2 separate regions of the Mus musculus genome follow, and region 1 is linked to region 2. Evidence: chromatin contacts called from public HiChIP or PLAC-seq data. All regions are on one chromosome and are shown on one strand. The core of a region is the stretch at or near the end of the contact, and the rest is flanking DNA. Distances in the headings are between cores, read along the strand shown. Region 1 holds the start of Zbtb8b (zinc finger and BTB domain containing 8b). Region 2 has its middle 24 kb from the start of C330020E22Rik.

What was found. HiChIP or PLAC-seq counts read pairs in DNA pulled down with a chosen protein or histone mark.
Region 1: an H3K27ac HiChIP or PLAC-seq map of embryonic stem cells shows a contact between it and region 2, with 15 read pairs. The contact joins the promoter of Zbtb8b here to the enhancer-like site in region 2. A contact is called at or near these places in 1 of 15 datasets of contacts at CTCF or cohesin (the NIH/3T3 cell line), 20 of 484 Hi-C or Micro-C datasets (the AML12 cell line, B cells, CD8 T cells and 13 more), 9 of 115 datasets of contacts at active chromatin or transcription factors (the 230-238 cell line, bone marrow-derived macrophages, effector CD8 T cells and 4 more) and 3 of 9 other capture datasets (adipose tissue, liver and pancreatic islet).

The regions. Positions count from the first base shown.
Region 1 is chr4:129,438,751-129,443,684 of GRCm38.p6, reverse strand. It overlaps Zbtb8b (zinc finger and BTB domain containing 8b), which reads left to right and starts at 2,867. Exons shown (of 4, transcript NM_153541.3): 1 at 2,867-2,911.
Region 2 is chr4:129,404,042-129,408,974 of GRCm38.p6, reverse strand. No RefSeq gene overlaps it. Among named protein-coding and RNA genes, the nearest start is that of C330020E22Rik, 24 kb to the right of the region's middle. Within about 2 kb of position 2,259, at least 130 of the 459 cell types and tissues checked have an H3K27ac peak or open chromatin away from gene starts, as enhancers often do. A contact at or near this core is called in CD8 T cells, bone marrow-derived macrophages, differentiating embryonic stem cells and 6 more, where this site is marked.

The DNA.
Region 1 (4,934 bases), core at 1,618-4,117, 34 kb before region 2:
TCGGGAATTGAGTGGGGGTTTCCCCACTAGGTTCTATCAATTCTAGGCAGGAGGGGGTGAGGGTAGTAGCCTTGGGAAGGAGTGTACAGGGTTGAGAGGAGGCCAGGAGTCAATTGAGATATTGTTTTTTTTTTTTCTTTTTAGGAGGGCAATATGAATAAGTTGAAGCCTCCAAGGGGACAAAGGAGAAAGGTTCTTGTGTGACAGGAAGTCCTTGAACCAGTGTGGTGAGAGAATGAAGAAAAGGTGACCAAATGTGAGCATACAAGGCCTCCCGGGTCTATAGAGAGGCTGCTGTTAGTGTGGGTAAGCAGAGCTGCCATTCCTAACTGTTGTATCTAGCTGTTGAGAAAAGATAGGCTGTAGGGACAAATGTTTGTCCTCTCCTTTGCTCCCAATCCCCCAGAGTCATTCCCCAAAATGTAGTATTCAGAATAAAGGGTTGGTCAAGTGTCTAGGGGAGCCAGGGCAAGGGCTATAGGAGCACATCTCTGAGGTGAGGTGAAACTAGGCATGGCAGGCTTAGCCGGGTCCAGAGGCTCATTTGGAGGGCTCTTAGCAGTTTCCTAGACTGGGTGAGCAGTTGCCAATCCAGGTTCTGCCAGGCAAGGAAGGGGAGAACGTCTTCCCTGGTAGATGGAACCTTAAGAAACTGCAGATACTCTCTGACCAAGAGTGAATTCCTGGCTGTTAGGGGACAAGGGGAAGCCTAGATAATTGATCTGAAGGTCAGAAAGTGAGGTTTAGAAGGAGAGATGCTGTCTCCTTTGTTTTCTATTAAGTTAAGAAGTTGCCAGTTAAGTGGTTGGGAGAGAGGTCAAGATAAAGGAGGTCAGGGGCCACGCTGGTTGGAGAAATGGGGCTATCACGGAACCCCTGGGAAGGAAGGGCAGTCCAAGTAAGCTGAGATGCCTGTTCCAGAGTTAAGAGTCTTCCCAGGCGACGGCAAAGAGGTCATGTGGATCTGGGTGTAAAGGAATTGTGAGGAGAGCATCCTTAAGGTCTGGGATGGTAAAGAGAGAGGCAGAGAAAGGAATCTAAGAGAGTGTGAGGGTTAGGCAGCACCCAGTACATAGGAAGGACTGCTGTGTTAACAATCCTGAGGTCCTGGGAGAGCCATTAGCCTTTAGACGGGCTAGATGAGGTGTTATAGGTCAAGTGACTAGCCTTTGCAGGCGGGGTGGCGCATGCGCTGAGTCCCAGCATCCGGGAGGCAAAAGTTTGAGGCCAGCCTGCTCTACAGATCAAGTTCCAGGACAGCCATGGCTACACAGAGAAACTCTGTCCCAGGGGAAAATAGGCATTGTATGATACATTTTAAGCCTTGTCTATGTTTTAAAGAAACGTGGTACAGCTGGAATGATGATGGTTCGGCGGTAAAGAGCACTCGCTGTTCCTACAGAGGACCCGGCTTTCATTTCCGGTGCCCACGTGGTACCACCCAATTGTCTATAACTCCAGTTCCAGGGGATCTGAAGCCCTCTCTGGTCGGCTTTATCAGTCACACACACGGATTCCAGAAGAAATCAGAAATTGGTAAAGGCAAATGTAGATTCATTGACATTTTGACCAAACCTAGGAGAGAAAGAAGTCGAATTTCTTCATGATCCTGCCTATTGCCACTTCATAGCTTAAAAACAAACAGCTGGAGAGATGACTCAGTGGTTACGGGCACTGACTGCTTTTCCAGAGGTCCTGAGTTCAATTCCCAGCAACCCCATGATGGCTCACAACCATCTGTAATGGGATCCGATGCCCTTTTCTGGTGTGTCTGAAGACAGTGACAGTGCACTCACATATATGCAATAATAATTTAAAAAGTAAATAAATAATGTGTGACACCACAAAACAAACAGTGTGTGTTCCTGCACGTGCTCGAACGCCCTCCTGTGTGTATGTGGTCATCAGAGGTCCTCAGACTCCTTGGAGCTCAAGTTGCAGGTGGTCGTGGGCAGCTTGATGTGGATGGAGCCTGAACTCAGGCCCTATGCAAGAGTAGAACATGCTCTCAACCACCCAACCACCTCTCCAGCCTCAAATAGGGCTTTGCTTTTTTTTTTTTTCCTTCTTATCCTTTGGGCATCTTGGTACATGTAGTTTTGTCTTTTATACAGAGTGCTGAGAGTCTTGGAGCCACTTTAGCTTCAGAGACCCCATCTTGTACATAGTCTCCATCTTGTACTAGGCTAAATTTTAAGAAACAGCTGAGCTCCCGGAAATGGGTTCAGGCTCCAGGCGCCCCACAGGAATTTAGGTCCACATTACCCTACCCCATGCCTTGCTGGTTAGCACCCAGTCCGGTCTGAAACCCAGCAGCCGCTACACAGGCTCTGATTGGCTGGCCTCAATCCAGGGCAAGTTATCAAGAAAACCATCTGAGGTATTTGACAGGTAGTAACCCACTTAAGATGTCAGGTGTGAGAAACGGTTGAAATACAGCATGCATGCACCCGATTGGCTGCCCCTACCCTACCTAATCTGTGGGTTTTGTTGTTGTTGTTTTGTTATTGTTTTTTATGTTTTTGTTTTTGCTTTAAAAGGTTGTTCTGACTCTCCCTGACACGGTTTGGATCCAGAACCCAGCCGACTTCCTAATATACCGGTTTTTTGAATAAAGAAACTTTTGTTGGCTCGAACTTGGTTTTCATAGTGGATTATTTCCCAAAGTCTCGGACACTAACAAGACCACAACTCCCATCACCCCATGAACGCTGGAGTCTTCAGAGCGCATCCTCCAGAGGTGGGTACCCGGACCATTGACGGACCTGCTGGCTGAAGGGCCCGCCTTCATCAGCCCAAGATCTCCCACCATTGGTCATCTTCCCCGCTTCTCACTGGAGGGCCGCAGGTGAATGAAAGGGGGCGTGTCAGTACTCTCAGCTCGCTGGAGGTGGCTGGAACCCGGTGCCAGGTGAGAACACAACATCCGATCGGCGCCGCGGCTTTTTTGGTTTTGGGGAAAGTTAGGGGCACCTCGGGAGGCTGGCTCAGGGGACAGAGTGCAGGTAGCAGGGACGGTTGCCGTCCTCAGCCAGCTTTGGACCGCCTGGCCCAGTAACTCCCTGGACCCCGGCTGCGCAGAGTCGCTCTCAGTGGTAGACCCTCCCTCTTCTTGCGTGGGGTGGGTGGACACCGAGGCATATGCCCACCCTCCCTGGCTGTGGGTGACCCACCCCCTCACGGTTCAGGTGGGAGTTCTGGCTTCTGCTCATTCTGATCCTGAAGGATACCCAGGCGCCAGGGCTTGGCCAGGCTGGGCCAGTGTCCGCTTGGGCAGTGGTCACTTTGCCGGCGGGAAGACCTGCGAGAGGCAAGGCCTCGGTTTTCACACCCAGACACCAGGGACTGTGCCAATTACCTGGTTCCAGTGGCCTCTTTAGGTTGTCTGACTCTGGATGGAATGTTCCCGGTGTCTTGAGAGCATTTTAGCAGAAGAACCGAAGATGGCAATTGGTCAAAAATTCTACCCCTGCAAAACTCTTAGTTCTTTTCCCCTTTTCCTGGGCCAGAGGAGGGAGTGACTTCCCGGTCTATTGCTAGACCTGTTAGAGGGTTTGGGGAGATCGGTAAACAATGGCTAAGGATTGCCTCTCAGGAGTCTGTAGAATATGGGTTCTAAATCCTGGACGTGTAGCTTTATCTTTGAACCTCAGATTCCCTCTCTGAAAAATGAAAATATTCTGCACTGTGTTAGTATGATCCTAAAATGAATGTTTGTCAAGTAGTTTTCTTAGTGCTTCGAAATGAATGATGTGCAGGAAATTCTAGTCATACTAGTCATTGGAGAGCAGTTTTTATTCTCAGGTTGGTGGAACTGGATGGAGGAGAGTTGTCAGAAAGACGGGGCTGGACATACAGTGCTGATGAATACTGTAATCCTAGCACTGGAGAGGCAGCGGCAAGTGGATGGGACTAGCCTCTGCCTCTCTGCTTCTCTGCCTCTCCGTGCTTGGATTAAAGACAAGTGCCACCACTGCCCAGCTTCGCTTTAATTTTTAAAAATTACATTTCTGTATTTATTTATATATTTATTTATTTATTGTGTGTGTACATATTTTCGCGGAGGTCAGAGTTCAGCTTTTAGGAGTTGGTTCTCTCCTTCCACCATGTGAGTGTTGAGCGTCACACTCAGCCCAGCAGGCTTGGTAGCAAGTGCTTTCACCTGCTGAGCCATCTCACTGCTCCAGTATTTAGTGACTGTTGAGTTGAATTGGAATCGTGTGTAGATTCAGAGTGCCATGAATGTGTGTTAGGCCAGTGCTAAGCTGTTTTCCAACGAGAAGTAGGGGTTTTCAGCACAGCCCAGGGACCAGCATGCCCGAGACCAGCTTTGCTGATTAGATTAACTATGGACTGATTATTTACCAAGTTTGGGTTCATGATGCTCCTGCCTCATCCTTCCATGGCTGGGACTACAGGTGTGTTCCCGACACCTGGCTAGGACAATTAGAAGTAAAACTCGAGTCCTTTAACATATTTCTTATCCCTAATACTTCTGCTGTTATATCTTTCTTGAATAATTGTTCAGAAAAAAAATTCACCATATAATGAATAAACATACACACACAGACACACACACTATAATTTGTTTTGGATCTTGTGGCTTTCTTTCTTTTTTCAATATATCTTGGTGACATTTCAGTTAACTATAGGTAGTTCTACATGATTGAGTCTTTTAAAAATTTTAAAATATCTTTTATATGGCTATTTTGCCTGGGTATATGTCTGTGTACCACATGTGTTTCTGTTGCCTACAGAAGCTAGAAAAGGGCACTAGCTCCTCTGGAACTGGAGTTACAGACAGCTATGAGCTGCCATGTGGGTGCTGGGAATTGAACCTGGGTCTTCTGGAAGAGCAGATGGTGCTTGTAAAACCATGAGCTGCAGCCCAACAATCAGAGATTTTTTGTTTTGTTTTGTTTTGTTTTGTTTTT
Region 2 (4,933 bases), core at 1,010-3,509:
AAAGGTGTGCGCCACCAGACCTGGCTGACTGGTACCTTTTATCTACAAAGCCTAAGGTGTTTGTGGGGGTTCTGAATGAGATGTCCCCCCCATAATCTCCAGCATTTGAATACTTGGTCCCCGGTGGTTAGTGTCATTACTTGGGTAGGTTTAGGAGGTGAGGTCTTGCAGGAGGAACTAGGTCACTGGAGTAAGCTTTGAGAGTTTTAAGACTTACCACATGGTTTCTAGTTCCCTCCTTCTGCTCTGGGCTTGTGGTTCAAGAAGTAAGCCCTTAGCTTCTGTTACCACGCCTTTGCTCCACCCACCATGGACTGTAACTCTCTGGAAACTTAAGTCCAAATCAACTCTTTCTACTATGAGTTGCCTTGGTCATGGTGTTTTATTATAGCAATAGAAGAAATACATTGCTCACTAAAGTAAGTGTTCCTTTACAGAATTTGCCTCCCTGTGATCTATTCTGCAAAGTCCTGGACAGGACTGCAGATCTGTTGTTCTTCCTCCGGCAATCTGTAAATATCGCTGGGATTAGAGTGGTGTGTATGGCAGTCAGTCAGTGGAGGACATGATGGATCTGTGGGAGGCTGAGGGGAAGTGGCTAGGAGGATCTGGCCAAGAGAAAGATGATCCTTTTGATCTATTCCAAGGAAATATGCCTGGGTCCTCGGGGGTTGGGGGGGACCCCAAAGAACAAAGAAACAAAGAAAAAAAAAAACAAGACAAAAAAATGACTTGGGTTCTGTCCAGGAAAGACGTTTCCTCAGATGACAGGGCATCCCTTGGGTCAGGCAGCCAAGGTTTCGGGGCTCACCTGGGAATTAGGGCAGGATCAGTTTCATAGATCAAGAAAATCATGGCCTGGAGCTGGGGACATACCTCAGGGTGGAGCACTTGCCTCGCAGGCACAGGACCCCTGGTTCATCCCCAGCATCACCAGAAAAAAATGATGGGACAGAGAGGTGGCATTGCCAGCAGATAAAAGTATTTGCTATTCTTGCAGAGGACCCGGGTTTGATTCCTGACCCCTGTGTGGTAGCTTACAATCATCAGCGACTCCAGTCCCAGGGTATCCAATGCCTTCCTCTGGCCTCTGTAGGCACCAGGTACAATTCACCTGCATGGGCAAACACTCATATACAAAATAAAAAAAGAGTCCTGGCAGGAAGATGTTTGGGGACAATGTAGGTGATAAGGCTACCTAACTTAGGGTGGGATCCTGTGTCCTTGAAAGCCCTAGTAAGCCAGGCTCAGCCTCCTGTCTTTGATAAAACTGATGAAAAAATGCCAATAAACTGGGCAGTGGTGGCACACGCCTTTAATCCCAGCACTCCGGAGGTAGAGGCAGGCAGATTTCTGAGTTCGAGGCCAGCCTGGTCTATAAAATGGGTTCCAGGACAGCCAGGGCTATACAGAGAAACCCTGTCTCAAAAAACAAAACAAAAAAACCCAAAAAAGAAAAAAAAAACAAAAAAGCCAATAAATAGTGAAAAGCAGAAAATTTTAATTTATTCAATAAGGTCACACTGGGATGAGGTGCAAAGAGATAGGGTGGCTGTCCTAGGCCATCTTTCTGGTCCAAACATGGGAGGGGGTATAGTTTCAACTGAGGGCAATCTGTAGACATAATTATTCAGTCCTAGTCAAGGTGAGTTTCTTCCCATCACTGATCCATCACTGCTGGGTTCCAGTTAAAATGTCTTCCATTTTCATGGAGACAGGCCCCGGTTTGGTTGGCAGCAGGATCCAGCCTTTTCCATCTCCCCGTACGAGAAACCTGAGGGAGGAGGGATGGAACTCCAATTTCCAGGGCTTCTTAGTCCCAACAGTCCAGAGAGCCAGAATGAGAGACCCAAACTCCTTTTAGAATCTCCTCTTTCCCTTCAGGCGTTTGTGGACCATCAGGAGACGGTTAGTGACTAAGAGTTGTTTATTATTCAATTCCAAGTCGTTAGAGACAATCGCATGTGGAGGCTGCAAAGGGGACTGGGAGAGCAGGAACTCAATGCTGGTTTAATGTAGCCCAGGCTGGCCTTGAACTACTTGTTCAGTGGAGGGATAACCTTGAACTCTCGATTCTCTTCCAGTTGAGGGCTTTCAGGTATTGTTGAGATTACTGGTGGGCACCGCCACACCTAGTTAAATCGTGCATCAAAACGTTAAATTTTTATGAAGAGACACATCGATGTGTGTTACCTCAATGAAAAGAGAAGTGTAGTTACTGTTTCTGGACTCCAGGAGGACCTCTTGCGGGAGGATGCTCCCCTGGAGACACTGCAGGATAATGGCTGCGCTGTCGCCCAGCCTCCACCCGCCCGCCCGGGGAAAGGCGCCTGAGTCTCCTGGCAGCGACCACGGGGAGGCAGCGGGAATGGGCCGGGGCGTGCCCGCAGCAGGCGGGCGCCAGGACCGGGGGAGGGTCAGATCTGGGCGGTTGATTTATGGAGGATGTGCCGGTCTTGATTCGCTTCTGGCTATGCATCTAAGGCAGGACTATCGCGGAAGTCCTTCTTAGCGCTTGGTATCCAGAGGTCCAGGGTTTAAATCTGTCAGGTCTTATTACTGATAATGTTCACTTTTGTCTTAAATTAAGGTGGTGTCTGCCAGGATTCTTTGCTGGAAAGTTACCCCTGGCAATGGAAACGACGTTCGTACTTAAAATCACCATTTCTCTCCTTTGAAACTTGTTTTTAGGGTTTACTTATTTTACGTGTATGAATATTTTGCCTGTGGGCTTGTGCAACACATGTGCCCCTGGTGCCTGGGTCAGAAGAGAATGTCCGATCCCCTGGAGCTGGAGTTATGGATGGTTGGGAGTTGCTATGTGGGTGCTGGAAGTTGAACCCCAGTGCTCCAGAACAGCAAGGGCTCTAAACCACTAGGCCATCTTTCCAAACACTCTTGTTCTTTTTAAACATTTTAAACATAATATTTATTTTTAAATGCAGACTCCCCATTTCTGATTTTATTCCTGATTGTAATCTGTTGCTGTCATTCACATTTAATGCTCTGAGTCAGGCCAATGAAAGCCTCTTCAGGACAGCTGTCTGTGTTTCTAGTTGATGTGTCTCCACTGTTCTCTGGCTGCGTTCTTCCCTCTGATACAGGATGCTCTGGCCTCATCTTCTGTACTTCCCTACCCGGCTTAGGCTTAGAATCAGGTACTTCTCCGGAGAGCCCTGGTTCTGCTGAGTAAACAATGTGATATCTTGAGACAGGATCTTCCTTGGTTTGTATTTTGGGGTCTCCTGCCTCTGTCTATAAATGCTAGGATTATAGATAGGTACCACAAGGTCTACAGGGAGTGGGGATTTAGAACTCGATCTGAGCCCTGGGTGGTGTGCTGGTGCATACCTGTAATCCCACCACTGGGAGAATGGAGACAGGAAAATGTGGATGAACTCCTCTAAGTTGACTCCATCTTTAAAAAAAAAAAGGCCAGTCATGGTGAGTAGCGCATACCTTTAATCCCAGCACCTAAAGGCAGAGATAAGACAGTCCACATATTGAGTTGTGAGTTTCAGGCCAGCCAGGGCTAAAGAAGGGGTGAGGAAGAGGAGGAGGAGGAGGAGAAAAGGTAGATGGCCGGTGAGCTCATAGGTTTTGATTTGAGGCCCTCTCAGAAGACATTTCTTTCATACACCAATAGATAAATGAGTTATAAAACATATGGAAAATAATATAGAGTGATTATAGACTCATAATAGAAATAATAAGAAATATACAGTGATTAGATAGACTCCAGTTCCAATCAATGAAACAGAAGTTACTGTATTTTTCTCCTCTCTTCTATTTTCTCATGTATCTACACTAAAGATGAGTACTGACACGTTTGCTCTTTATTTTTGTAAAACATAACAGTATTAGGGTAAAATACAACCTTCAGAAAAATCTGAGATTTATTGTTATTTTTATTTTAATGTGAGTGTAGATGTACCATATGTGTGCCTGATACCCTTGGAAGCCGGAAGAGGCCATCGAATGCCTTAGATTTGGAGTCACGGGTCATTGTGAGCCACTCTGTAAGTCCTGGGAACTGAACGCTGGTCCTCTGGAAGATCAGTAGGTGCTCTTAACCACTGAGCCATTTCTTCAGCCCCTTCCCATTGGTAAACTTTCAAACCACCAAAAGTAAAGAAAGGAAAGTCACCAACCATCTCAGCCACAGCAGCCACAATGGCACAGTCCTGTAATCCTGGCATGCAGAAGGGTGAAGCAGCGGGATACAGACTCCAGGATAGCCAGGGCTCCCAAGCAGGAATCCATCTGACAGAACAAAACAAAACAACAACAACAAAAACATAAAAAAGGGCTGGAGAGATGGCTCAGCGGTTAAGAGCACTGACTGCTCTTCCAGAGGTCCTGAGTTCAAATCCCAGCCACCACTTGGTGGCTCACAACCATCCGTAATGGGATCTGATCCCCTCTTCTGGTGTGTCTGAAAACAGCTATAATGTATTTACATACATAAAATAAGTAAATAAATCTTAAAAATAAATAAATAAAAACAACCCAAGCTTTCCTAGAGTATATTCAGCCTTTTAAGTAATTGATGTATTTATTACTGGGTGTTGTGGGTGATTATGTGCCAGCCCACACCTATGAAGTGGACACCAGAGAGCCACTTACAGGACTCAGGGCTCCCCTTCTGGCATACAGGTCCCAGAGATGAACCTCAGGTCGCTGGACTTCGTGGCAGTTGCACTAGCCCCTCAGCTTTTTTCTCTCTGTATAAGATTCTTCATTTTAGTCACTTGAAATCACCCAGTCAATGCAATTTTGCAGCCTGGTCTTTTTCATTAGAATTTGCAGAGGTAGGCAAATTACAACCCACAGGCCAGAGTTGGCTCTCTGCCCCATATTGTGTTCTTGTAACCTCAAATTGGTTTTTAAACTTTAAACGGCTGAAACAAATCGAAAGAGCAGTAATACTTTC